Linked DNA regions of Sus scrofa: region 2 is linked to region 1. A link is a contact called in public Hi-C data. All regions are on one chromosome and are shown on one strand. The core of a region is the stretch at or near the end of the contact, and the rest is flanking DNA. Distances in the headings are between cores, read along the strand shown.

Region 1 (6,939 bases), core at 1,387-3,886:
GAGCTGTAGCCACCAGCCTACGCCAGAGCCACAGCAACGCGGGATCCGAGCCGCGTCTGCAACCTACACCACAGCTCACGGCAACGCCGGATCTTTAACCCACTGAGCAAGGGCAGGGACCGAACCCGCGACCTCATGGTTCCTAGTCGGATTCGTTAACCACTGCGCCACGACGGGAACTCCAGACCCTTTTTTAAGTAAAAATAAAAACAGCATTGCACCAAAAAAACAGATTTTGTGGATACCTAATTCTAAACACTTAAGAAGCTTTAATGATTTTAATTTTTTAAGTGTCTAAAACAGAATTCTTTGTTTTAAAAGAACTCAAAGAATAAGTATCCATGGTTACTAATTTTCTTCTTGATAGTAAAAAGTAACTAAAAATAATCACAAAAAAGTAGTCACTGGTACCTAAGATTTTTAAAAACTTGTTTCAATTAAGTATTTTTTTAAAACTCACCAGTGGCTCAATTTTCTTTCCAAGTTCTTTTCCAGGATCATGATGAACCTCTTATCTTTTTATTTCACCAATAATTTTATTAAAACAGGAAAAATTCTGCCAAAACCACTGTACTATCCAAACGCAAATTTTAAGATACATGGACAAGATTCCTTTATGTAGGTAAAAATACTTGTGTATATGTTGTATGTACAACATGGTGAACAAAGAATGGAAAAAGAGAAGCAAGAGCCTTTGCCTAATTGCAACTTAATCCCCTCATGCTCATTATACTAAATGTGCCTAAACTTGAGTAGCCCCTCACCTTCAGCTCTCATAGAAAGTGCAGATACTGTCATAATAATGAAATAATGTGATGTGGTATAAAGTTGGGTAATAGGTTTGTCATCAAAGCCTTGGACTTAACTTCTTGGGGTCTCGGTGATTTCTCTAATAAAATAAAGTAGTTGGACTCTACCTCTTCTATTTAAATAATTATTAGGCACTTAATTCAGGACCTGCTGTATTATTTATAATAGCAAAAACCTGATAGCAACTTAATATTAATCAATATTCCAAATAATGGAATACTATATGATCCTTTAAAAAGCTATAAACCCATATGTGTTCATTTAAAAGGATGTCCCAGGTAACTATTAAAAACAAAAACTCAGAGTTCCCATTGTGGCTCAGAGGGTTAAGACATATTATCCACAAGGATGCAGGTTCAATCCCTGGCCTGGCTCAGTGGGTTAAGGATAAGGCATTGCCGCAAGTTGTGGCATAAGTCACAGATGCAGCTCGTATCCAGCACTGCTGTGGTGTAGGCTAGCAGCTGGAGCTCCAATTCGACCCCTAGCCTGGGAACTTCCATATGCCACAGGTGCGGCCCTAAAATGAAAGAAAGAAAAAGAGAGAAAGAGAGAAAGAAACAAAAATGCATATAATATGACCCAATTTGTATTTTAAGAGACATGTACATATATATGTACAGAATTTTCTAGGAGGACACACAAGAAACTTCAAAATGGTTATTAATGGAGAACAGGATGTTCACTTTAAAAAAAAAAAACTCATTGCTTTTTACAATATTTTTAAAATTTTTAAATAATAAACATGTACTATTTTATGAATTTTTAAAAGAAAGTAAAAGTAAACGTCTGCTGGTCCAAGTTTTATAATTAGAAAAGACCTGGGTTCATATATTGGTTTTGCTGTTTACCATCTCTGTGATGTTAAGATGTTTAGCCTCAATTTCTCCATCTGTGAAAAGGACGTAATAGTACTAACCCCACATAACTGTCGGGAGGATAAAAGGAAATCATCCATATAAGGCACTCAGCGTAGCACACTGTAAGAGGGCAACAACTATTAGCAGGTATTACTATCATTATTATAAACATCATTATAAATTCCAGAAACTGAGTGTTTTTAGAATCAGACAATTGACTCAAGACATTGACAGTTCATTCAAGGATGACCAACCCTAAAGGCAACCAATTTCCTTTACCCGAAACTCATTCAATCTGATCAGTATAAGAAAGAGCATATCTATTTAATTAAAGTTAAAAAAAAAAAAAAAAAAAGAAAGCTATCCTAAGTAACACGTAAGCTGACGGACATGATAATCAGAGCAAAGTCCGGGTTTAATTAAGTATCATCTAACTAGAATAGCCTTTTTCATTCAATGACTACTAGCCAAGGAACCTGAATACTGAGGTTCTTTGGGCAGGTGAACTTTATCTCTACAAAATGCTGAATACATAGGAATATTCCTTTTTTTTTTTTTTTTTTTTTTTTTAGTAATTCAAGCTTCCAATAGTCTTATTTTAATATACAATTTCTCATTTTCCTAAAAATGTGTGGCACTGATAGTTCACTTACAAATTAATTACAAATAACATGTCAATTAAGCAAGAGATATAAAAATGAAATCTCCATAAATTCCAAAAAAGCAGACTGAATGGCTTTTGGGGGGGCACACCTGTGGCATATGGAGATTCTCACGCTAGGAGTCAAATCAGAGATGTAGCCGCTGGCCTACAACACAGCCACAGCAATGCCAGACCAGGGCAGTGTCTGCAACTTAAACCACAGCTGACAGCAACATCGGATCCTTAACCCTGAGCGAGGCCAGGGGTCAAACCTGTGTACTCACAAATGCTAGTCAGATTCATTTCTGCTGAGCCACAACGGGAACTCCTGAAGGGCTTTTTTGAATGGAACTTTTCCTGTCTATGACCATACCACCCTGAACGTGCCCGATCTCATCTGAATGGAACTTTTCCTCCTAAGATTTTTTTAAAATTCAGGATGAATATTATCAAATCAAAATACTCCAAGTTGTAAATCTGACCTCTATACTAAAAGTACTCTCTCAAAGTAACATTCTAACAATATTCAATTTAATTTTTTCAATAGATCAAGAACACATCCTAAACTTCTATATGACAACCTCAAAGAATGATGCATTGATAGATTACATCAATATGTAGTACAACTGGTTTGAGTCCATCATATTACAATTTAAGAAGCTTTTCTGGTATTAGAGAAGAGTTTCAATATCAATATGATGGATTAAAGTTTGGATTACCCCAATTACAAGTATAAAACAAAAACAAAAGGTCATACACATTTATTCCTTTTCAATATGAAAATAAAATAGGCCCCACTTAATTTATATCCTCTAAGTTTTTAGTATTTAAACCTTTAGAATAGTAACTGTTTCAAGCATACAAGTAGATATATTTGAATACATTGAAGAGTTACTGTAGCTTTCCCAAGAGTGACCTGAAGTTCTCACCAAAAAACCCTGGCACCTAAATATTCCTCTAGGCACTGCATGTCTGCTTCATAGATCATTGCACTGTGCTGAACTGACATTTGGAAATTGTATTGAGCTGGATATGTGAAAGCAAAGGGAAGGGATGGAAGACAGTTTATTTTAAAAATGAAAACACTTCTTAACACACCCATCGCCTATAAGCAAGAGATATCAGAAACACCATTTTAAAATACACACATTTCTAATTTTCCAGCATTCAAAATGTAGCAAGCAGATACTCCACCAGAGCAGATCTTTCTACCCCCTCTCTCCCTCACACAGTGCTTTGCCAAGAGCACAATCCCAAGTAAAATAATCCAGGCAATTTCCTTGTTTACCTAAAGAATTGCAGAAAACATGTTGACTGCCTCTGAGGCTTCTGAAACAAATGGATTTTCAATATTTAAAAGACTTTTTATGATCATGTTTGAAATAAGATAGTACTGATTTCTTCAGCTAGTAAAAAAAATATATAATTTTAACTTTATAGAAAGGGTTAAATTTTACACTGCCGTTCATTAGCATGCCTTGTTTGCAACCAGAAGGAAGAGGGAAAAGGAGGCGGGGGTGGGGGGGGAGCAGCAAAACACACAAGATGGAAAACATTACCACCTCCTTGGTGGTTATGAACAATTTTAAATGACCCCAAGATGGAAGGGAAGAGTTTACAAATAGAAAGAAAGGGAGTTAACAATCTGAACTGGCTCCTTCCAGATTCACACTGATGTCAGAGAGAAGAAGGAATTTATTTACACTGCAGTGCCTGGCAGCAAACATGGCTGCCCCTGCCCCCTTTAAATCTGAAGAGTCTTCACTCCCTCACCAAAACCATCAAATTATGGCCATGTCTCTCCCCGTCTCTCCCCATTACACTAACACGTCTCCTCCTCCCTCAAAGCAGTAAAACCCACACCTCTCCGTTTCACAACATCATAACCACCAGCTTCTCTATTCTCTCACCCTGAAAGAAAAGGCACAGAATACACACAAATATAGGAACAAAAGGCTTTCCCTTCCTAACACTTTAACAACCCCCTTCCCCTTCTTTTCCTCTCTCTCTGTGACGCTTGATCCATAGTTCTCATCCTTCTCAACATTCAGTTAATTTCCTTCCCTATAACCCAAACCTGGGTCTCCCACTTTCCTAAGTCTATTTCCTATTTTCCCCTTACATCCTGTCTCAATCATTACTTATCCTTTTCTCCTAATCCACCTTTTCCTCCACTTCCATTCCCCCGCGTCTCCCTTAAGGCCCCATCTCTCCATCAAATTCTATATCCTTCCCCCAGACTCTTCTAGTTCCCATACTCCACCCCCAAACCTGCCTTTCTCAGACCGCCCAGGTCTCTAATCTCCAAACCTTAACTCTTCTCCTCTTTCCCTGCCCCTCCCCCGTTCCATCTTTATCCCCGCCCCCATCCCACCTCTACTCCCAATTCTCAGCTCAGCGCCACTCCATCCTTCATCCCAATCCAATCCCCCGTGCCCCACCTCCCAAGCCCCTCCACGCCCTCCACCTTGCCCCATCCTTCCAGACTCCCCTCTAATCCTTTCAGGCCACCAGCCAGTCCTCCGACCCCTGCTTAGGTGTTTCTCCCCACCCGGGTCCCATCCCTATGTCGCCCCCATTCGTCGTCCCCTTCTCAGCCCTTCCTTCCAAAACACACACACGCGCACACACACACACACGCACTCACTCACTTTACCTTCAGCTTGTTCCATTCTAACCCCCCGGCCGTGTCAGTACGATCACAGGAGAGACACGGAGGCCCGGAGTGGGGCTGGGGTGCGGGCAGCCGCCGGGGCCGCGGGAGGAGGAGGCGGAACCAAACTAGGCCGCATGAAATCCCCGGGCTAGATTTCCCCCGCGCCGGACGCCTCTGCCATGGCGGCCGGCACCGAGGAGGGCCACGGCCGGGCCAGGCTGGGCTGGGCGCGCAGCGAGAGTAGGAAGACTGTGGGCGGTGGGGTGGGCTGGGGAGCCGAAGGGATGGGGGTCGCCGCGCAGCTGCAGCTGCCAGAGACCAGCCCGTGGCTGGCGGCCGGGCCGGGACAGCAGGGTCCTGGTCCGTGGGGTTCGACTCGGTCTCGTACGCCTCTCCGCGGCTACCAGTGGACAGTCCCCCTCCGCCTCCGCCTCCGTCCTGGCCGCCGCCGCCCGCTCCCGCCGCCGCTGCCGCCGCGCACAAAGCCCCCCCACCCAGACTCTCCGGCGCCGCCGCCAAATCCTCAGCGGCTCATTGGCTGCCGGCCGCGGCGCCTGCCGGGAAATGCAGTCCCGGGCTTGGGGCGCAGGAGGAGGAAGGAGGAAGACGCAGGCTTGTCAGCGGGCGAGAGGAGGGGTGGGGGGAGAGCCAGAAACGCGAGCTACTGGGCAGAGTCTAGACGAGAAGTGAGACCGCAGGCGATAAAGGCACAGAGACAGGAAGGCATGATGCGGAGGAAAGTGAAAAACAAAACAAACCTACAAGATAGGAGAGAGACTGGGCCTGTGAGGCAAAATTGTGCCCGTGCGTGTTCTTTGATGCTTATGAAATAACAGCACATGCCAGGCACCAGATGGGACTCCTCAGGGTGACACTGCGATGCCATCTCTAGACGTTTGAAATACCCTACGAACGGGCGCCCGGTTAAAATGACCGGGAAGTGGACAGCGATTTCTATGCCTCCCTGGCTGTCTCCCGCCCGACAGCTGTCGCAGAGGAGCTCGCGGTTCCACCCGGCTCTGCGTCTGGAAGCCGTGGCAGCGGTTCAGACCGGAGTCCGGGGGGACAACCCCTGATGGCAGGCTCCTCGGACTCCTCCCTGGCAGGCCCCGGGCCCCGCAAGCCTTCTTCCTGCTTGCTCTGCTGGCCCAGAGGCTTGTGGGTAACAGGGGAAGGCAGCGCCGCCCGCACCCCGACCCTGAGGGACCTGGCGGGCTCCCGGCCCGTCACGTGCTAGGCCCTCCGCTCCTCGCTGCCAGACCTCGGCTTCGAGGGATGTGAGGGCATTTGTCCTAGACAGAGCTGACGCATGCCAGGATGACAGGAGGGAGCGGGAGTCAAAATTCTCTGTAACCCTATATCCCGCCCCATTTTAGGAAACGCAAGTGAAACAATAGAAGGTCCCGAGTGTGTGACACAGTAAACTAGTCATGCCGGAGCGTGCCGATTTGGTAATATTTCCTGGGGCCTGGTGATAATGACTTAGGACGTTGCAGCTCAGAGATAGGAACGTACAAAGGAACCACAGGCAGAGATCAGAGGAAACCAATATTCCGTTCTGAGAAGAGTAAAATTGATCACCCTAGACGTTATACTCGCCATCGATGTCACAGTGCTGGATCTATTTGGTAACTTTGGGGGCATTTCCTGCAATTTTTATCTTTAAATACCACTTAAACAAGAAATTTAAAGATTCCTACAGATCAGTTATTTTCGTGATTACTAATTATGCATTCGTTCTTTAAAAAACTGTTAATGATACTATTGTTGATATTCATAATTAAGCATTCCCTTACTTTTTTTTTTTTTTTCTCTCTCTCTTTACTGGCAGCCCCTGCAGCATATGGATGTTCCCGGGCCAGGGGTGGAAAGGGAGCTGCAGCTGAGACCTAGCCACAGCCACAACCACAACCACAACCACGGCAACACTGGATACCCTCGGCATCTTTGACCTACGCTAGCATGCAGCA
Region 2 (6,939 bases), core at 1,862-4,361, 53 kb before region 1:
AGACAGATTAAGGTGATCATGATGTGCTTAGATTTTATATGGCCTTTGATTGCAGTTAATGTACTATCTTAGCCATTAACAGAACAATTTTATTAAGTCATCAGGATGTATTCTAAAATGTACAATGAGATCATGTGGGGAAAGTAACTACTTGCTAAGGCCAGATGGTGAAAATCACTAAAAAATTAATCTATATCACCTTTCTGTCAAAACCAAAATATTTTCTGGTCTGAATCGTCTTTCCCTTGAGCCATATCCCAATAAGAGAACTACAGTCACTCATTTGGAAAAGTACCTACTACACAGACAAAAATGTCAATGCATCTCTGAAAGACAAGAATATTCCTCAATTACAGAAGCATGCCATTCACGGTGCCCAAAATGTGCACCCAGTAAGCAATTTGGAGCAGATAGAAGGCAGGTACAATTACAGTTCGGTCTCATTTTAGGTATTTTTAATGCAGTGAAATAAAGGAGTGATTTATAAATATAGTATACGTATTTTTAAAGCCTTCATTTTTAAGATTGGTTTTATTTCAAATTTCATTTAAATAGCACTCTTTGGAAGGGGTAACAAAGTTTGATTTGTGTATCCAAAAGCAGATAAAAAACTCGCTCCAAGAATGAGGCCAATTTGCATTCAAACAAGATGCAAAGTATTCATTTGCTATTCAAAGCTATCAACAGAACCAATCAGGGACTCCGTAACTCTAGTTTTTCCAAGTAGCTTAGCCTTACTGAAATCAGCTGAACCTATCGGCAGAAACAGGTTAATAACAGAGGGCCCTGACACTTTTCTTCAGGAAAATACAGCACTAATGAGGTGCACCTATATTCAAATGCTTTAATGTGCATATGACAATGTTAGGAAGTAAGCAAAGAATTCTTTAAAAGAAGTACATACCTATGAGGTGCCACTAAACTGAATTCACAAGCCCACAGTCGTGGAATGGGCTGGGAGGATAGTGAAGAGGTATATGGACTAAAAATTACAAATGTTATCAATAAAGTTGTAAGGTCTTTTTGTTTGTTTTTGGCTGCCCTGCAGCATATGAAGTTCCCAGGCCAGGGATCAGATCCAAGCCACAGCTGTAGCAATGCAGGAACCTTAACCCACTGTGCTGGGTAGGGGGGTCAAACCTGCATCCCAGTGCTCCCAAGATACTGCTGATCCTGTTGTGCCACAGCAGGAACTCCTGTAAAGTCTTTTTTTGTTTGTTTTGTCTTTTGTCTTTTTGGGGGGGCCGCACCTGCAGCATACAGAGGTTTCTATGCTAGGGGTCCAATTGGAGCTGTAGCTGCCAGGCTGTGCCACAGCTGCAACAATGCCAGATCCAAGCTGAATCTGTGGACTACACCACAGCTCCCTGAAACGCCAGATCCTTAACCCACTGAGTGAGGCCAGGGATCGAACCCACAACCTCATTGGTTCCTAGTCGGATTCATTTCCCCTGCACCACCACAGGAACTCCAAGTCCTTTTTTTTTTTTTTTTTTTTTTGGCATGCCTATGGCATTTGGAAGTTCCCAGGCCAGGGATCAAACCCCAACCATGGCAGTAACAACGCCCAGTCCTCAACCAATAGGCCACCAGGGAACTCCATAAAGAGTTTTCAAGTCTTAAAGCTAAAGTATAAGTGCCCTCAATGGACTTCCAGGGCTGGCTGATGAAGGCATTCAGTTTGAAGAGGCTACTTTCACTCCTAAAGCTATCACCACAGTTCATTGTTACAAAATAAACAGAGTCCTGATATTTCTCTAAAATGAATTAGCAATCCCAAGCCAGCGTGAGCCTGACAGAATTGCTGGTGCAACCAAACAGATCAGCAGGTACCATGATTACAGTGGTTAATTCACATAACTGACAAATGATTTTACAAGAAGCATACTTTGCAACTAAGAAAAACTAACTGTACAAACTAGAAACAGGCAAAATGCCCAGTTTTTTCCCATGACTTTAGGGAGCTGAGCTCAATTTTGGCTGCAGAGCTCAAGATTAATCTAGTACAGATGGGAATATTACAAAAGAGGGGGAAAAAGAGAAGAAAAACAAAGGCTTTTTTGCCTATGTCTTTTCTGCCCCCATCTTAAAGTAAACGTACATTCTGAATGCAGTTTAAATACAAAGGGTATTTAAATTGCAACCTTGTGTTGTTTAGGTTTTTTAAAAGTGCCTAGGTTGACCACTTATTAGATACTTATGATCCCCTGCAAAAACCTATGAAAAAAGGAGGTACCTTCGTTGAATAAACAAATTGATCAATAAATTTCCCATCTCCGGTAGCATTCTGAAGAGCAAACACTTGTTCAATTTTCACAACTGGTGACATGTTACACTTCTGCAAATCCAGGCTCCCTTTGTGCATCGTAATGGAAGCTGGTAAGGACTTCCTTGCTGCTGCCGTCTTCCAGGCTATTTTAACAGGAGGTGGTTCCTCCTCTTCCACGCTCGTGTGCCGCCTCTGGCTTTGTCTCCGAATTTCAGTACTTGATAGTGAGGAGGCCACCTCCCCTGCATTGGTCTGTTCTGGCTGAGTATTCAGCACGGATCTTGGTCTTCGGATTTTTTTAACGTCAGCTTTGGAGGCAACATTCTTTTTTGCTTGGGACAAAGCCTCCTCAGGCTGTTTGTCAATATAGATGAAAGTATACTGTTCTATCCTCTCCTCCCGGGTCATTTTCAGCGCTTTCTCTGCATGGGCAATGCCGATATCCCACTGGGCACGTTCCCTCTGAGGCCGGGGTTTCCGGATCTTAAAAAAAAAAAAAGACACAGGCATTTTAGAAAATATTCTCATCCAACATTCATACCAAGATGCATTTCCCATGTGATCTTATCACCTTTGCAGGTAAGCATAAACACTTTCAGGCTCTTCAGTCAAATAAGGAAATGTCCTGACCCCTTAACTCTGAGGGATCCTTGATCCTACCAAGGACGTGCAGGTCCACTCTCTAAGAATAAATGCCTCTTTGTTGGCCATGAGTTGGACAAGTCCCTCAAAGAGGGAGCCATCCTTCTCATATCATACAGGTACAAAACTAGTAATAATGACGGCAGAGAGAAGAAAGGCTAAAGAAATGATTGCTTTCAGTCGCCAAAGAAACATTAAAAAGGACACCCTTTGGAGTTCCTGTTGTGGATCAATGGGTTAAGGATCTAACTAGCATCCGTGAGGATGTGGGTTCGATCCCTGGTCTGGCTCAGTGGGTTAAGGATCCGGCATTGCTGTGGCTGTGGCATAGGCTGGCAGCTGCAGCCCTAAGAAAAGACAAAACAAAAACAAAAACACCCTTTAGCTCAAAGGTGCTACAGAGACCCCACAAAGCTAAGCCAATGGCAGAGAGCCAGCTTTTCAAGCTTCATTGCCAGTCTGTGGAGAATGCAAACAGGGCAAATGCAGAGAAAGGAGAGCCCTGAGAAACACACACAAGTTGACATGTCAGGAGAACAGGAATGGAGGAGGGAAAAAATAATCAGTTTCCATAGTCCTTATCAGAAGACTCTGGATTGTCAGGACAGATAAGAAAATTCTGAATAAAGGTATGTGAGATGACCAAAGCAATAAGGAATTATCCAGGGGGTTAAACTGAGGCAGCCAGAAATTAGCTGATGAAGCCACGAGATAGTACACTGTATGTTGAAGACTGATACTTAGATCTGTAAAATGTTAAGGCTGATAAAATTAGCCATAATTCTCTGTGATAATATTCAGCTTAGTGTAAAAATATGACAAATTTCTGAATCACATGAGGCCCACACTAAATTAGCTCACTTAAGAAATCTCAACCAGACAGGTTATCTAGAGTACGTGTCAAAACTCTTAATACATCTACCACTTCATCAAACACATATGGTTCCATCACTGGGGTGACCCTGGTGGAACCAGCTACTTGGGCTTTCTGTGCCTCAACTACTTCATCAGTAGAAACAGGAATACTGGTATCTATCTAACTGATGTTATGACAATTAAATGGATTTATATACATGTATAATGCTTAAAACAGAGCCTCACAGTAAGCGCTCACTAAATTTTTAAAACTTTCATGAAATAATTTTGCTAAATAAGAATAAAAGGGAGATAGGGAAAGATGCTGAAATAGGAAAAAGAATAAAAATCCCTGACAAAATCCACATTTCACTCACATCTACTAGACAAGGCACATTTGAATTTAATTCAAAAGAGAATCTAAAGTTGTGTTGCGAAGATAAAGTTTTCTCTCTTTTTTTTTCCTTTTTGCTTTTATAGGGCCCACGTATATGGAAGTTCCCAGGCTGGGGTTGAATCGGAGCTGTAGCCTCTGGCCTATGGCCTATGCCACAGCCACAGCTGAGCCATGACAGAAACTCCACAGATAAAGTTTTCAATGGTGTTTTAGCATTGTTTATATGACATATAAAGCTTATTAACACATTTATAATAAATTATTAAAATTGCACTTAGAGGAGTAAAATTAATCATTCTGTCTGGATTCAAGTATGAAAAGCTCTCCTAAATTATTAAGACCTTTAAAATCCACATTCAGTTGACAATGTCGATACGTTGCTGGTTACCTTCTGTTTCTCAGAGTGATTGCTGGCTTGTCTGGTCGCCTCAGCCAGGAGCTCCTCATACTGTTTATGACCTTTATACTCTCGGACCCGCTTCTCATGAACCCACGCCCTCTCTGGCTGGTTGCTAAAAAATTGGACGTGATATTCCCGGGCACCTGGAAGTAAAAGTTCTTATTAACCATTTCAGAACATAAGCATCCACATGTATTTTGTCAAAAATGTGGACCTAAGCTAGATTCTCGAGTATTAACTCCTGTTCAAACCTGTAATTTTTGGATTGTCCAAAGATGCAATCTAGCACCTGCTGATGACACAACTAGTAGTTACTATAAAAATCATCCCAAATGATTAAAATTAGTACAGCAAGTTTTAGGAGGAAAAAAATGAGGAATTCTGCTAATTATCATATTTGTGACCTTGGTTATACAATTTATTTTTTACTGGCCTCAAACCTTTTTACAAACAAATCATAAATAATTTTTCCTTCAAAAAATACATAGCACATTTTCTTGGACTTTTAAAAGCCCTGTTTAAAAGTCAAACCGCTCTTCTAGTGACATAAAAGGGAGGGAGGAGGAGAGGCTGAGAGCCTGTGAGGGCAAAGCTGGCTTCAGAGTAATACTAAGACCTTGTCTTTTTCACTATGTGGTCATCTGCACAACACTGCATGAGCGGTGGCGGGTAAGACAGCTGGCATCCTAGTGCAAATATAGGTGACACCAAGCTATGCTGGTCCTGTATCCTTCATAGCCAAATACTGGCCACTAATGGGAAAAAGGCCAGTTTTACTTAAGATCCTTGATGAAACAGTAAGAATGATTAATTTCACTAAATCCTTTGAACACATCTTTCTAATATCCTATGTGATGAAACAGGAAGTGTGCATAAAGCACTTCTGGGTACGTGAGGAAAGTACTTTTGAGACTGTTTGAGCTGCGAGGTGAACTGGCCACTTTTTCATGGAACATCATTTTTACTTGAAAGAATGACTGACAGAAAAACTATGGTTATCTGAACTTGAGAATTTGACAGATATTTCCTCAAAAACGAACAATGAAGTTTATCATTTCAAGGAAAACTGACAGTATGCGTTGCCAATAATAAAATTTAATCTTTCAAGAAAAATTAGAATATTGGAAAATTAGTATCTGCCCCATGAGTCTTCCAACTTTCCAGTAATCAAAGAATTTTCTGATGAAATACGTGTTGACATTAATAGATATGACTTTTTAAAATATATATAAAGGAACGTGTCAACATTTGGAAGATATGAGTGCTTTTTTTTTTTTTTTTTTTTTTTTTTCGGTTGGGGCAAGGAATAGCCAATTTATTAAAAAAGCCAGCAGACCAAGAAAATGGTAGACTTGTGTTGCAAAGAGCCATCTTGCCTGAGTTGGAATACAGGCTTCTTTTATACTAAAAGGGGAGAGAGATGCAATATTTTTTTAAATGGCCATTGTATGATGGATGTTACAAAATCATGAAAGGTAAATAATCCATTCAAAGTGCAAGACATAATCAGTGGATTTTACTGCAACAAAGTGCCAAAAAAACTGATTGGCAGAATTTCAGATTCCGCATTGCAACTAACCCATCACCTGCTGAGTTTTGGTGTGATATCAAAGAAATATATCCACAATTATCTAAAAAGCCAACTATACACCTGTGTGAGACCAGATTATTTTCTTTTTTTTAAAAAACAACAAACCATAACAGACTGAAGCAGATATGAGAAACCAGGGTCTTCACCTAAGCCAGACATTAAAGAGATTTACAAAAATGTAAAAATATCATTCTTCTCAATTTTTTGGTTTGAGAAAATATTTCACAAAAACATAATAATATAACATACAGTAGGTTATTTTTAATGAAGTAAATATTTTAAGATTTTCTCAGCTTAAGTTGCTACACTAAATAAACAGTAATAGATATAACCCATGTAAACAAAAGCCTCCAACTTTAAGAGTAAAAAGGGTACTAGGACCAAAACATCTGAGAACTGTGGCTCTATAGTTGTGCTACTCTGAGAATGTGGTCCCTGGGGCAAGCCCGTCTATGACAAAATAAGCAGAGACATTAAGTGAGCATTTAGAAACTATGATAATTTGACACTGCATGACATCTAGGCCCATGATCAGGGACCCTGTACTGTGTTTTAATTTTTTTTTTTTTTAAGAGGGGGAAGCCTTTCATTTTTCTAGTAGTTAATTTTTATTGTATTTTACAGAAGTATTGATCCATGGTGGACTGGAAATTTTTTTAAAAATAGCAAAAAACTGGTCTTTTACCAACTATAGTTTGAACAACACTGCTTTATAGAGTCTCAGGTCAACAGAGAAATGTAGAAACTGGTCCTCTTGAGGAATCCAAGATAATTCAGGTAGGGAG

What was found. Hi-C and Micro-C count contacts between places; a contact is called where the count stands out from the background.
Region 2: a contact with region 1 is called in a Hi-C map of retroperitoneal adipose tissue, with 2.1 times the contacts expected there. The contact joins two enhancer-like sites. A contact is called at or near these places in 1 of 5 promoter capture datasets (liver), 9 of 47 Hi-C or Micro-C datasets (adipocytes, blood, brain and 5 more) and 2 of 2 datasets of contacts at active chromatin or transcription factors (alveolar macrophages and skeletal muscle).

Annotation. Positions count from the first base shown.
Region 1 is chr15:48,134,873-48,141,811 of Sscrofa11.1, reverse strand. All of the region lies in intron 1 of NSD3 (histone-lysine N-methyltransferase NSD3), which reads right to left. Among named protein-coding and RNA genes, the nearest start is that of LETM2, 5.9 kb to the right of the region's middle. Within about 2 kb of position 2,636, at least 1 of the 83 cell types and tissues checked has an H3K27ac peak or open chromatin away from gene starts, as enhancers often do. A contact at or near this core is called in retroperitoneal adipose tissue, where this site is marked.
Region 2 is chr15:48,188,068-48,195,006 of Sscrofa11.1, reverse strand. It overlaps NSD3 (histone-lysine N-methyltransferase NSD3), which reads right to left. Exons shown (of 24, transcript XM_021075908.1): 5 at 4,552-4,706; 6 at 2,237-2,752. Among named protein-coding and RNA genes, the nearest start is that of PLPP5, 55 kb to the left of the region's middle. Within about 2 kb of position 3,111, at least 5 of the 83 cell types and tissues checked have an H3K27ac peak or open chromatin away from gene starts, as enhancers often do. A contact at or near this core is called in retroperitoneal adipose tissue, where this site is marked.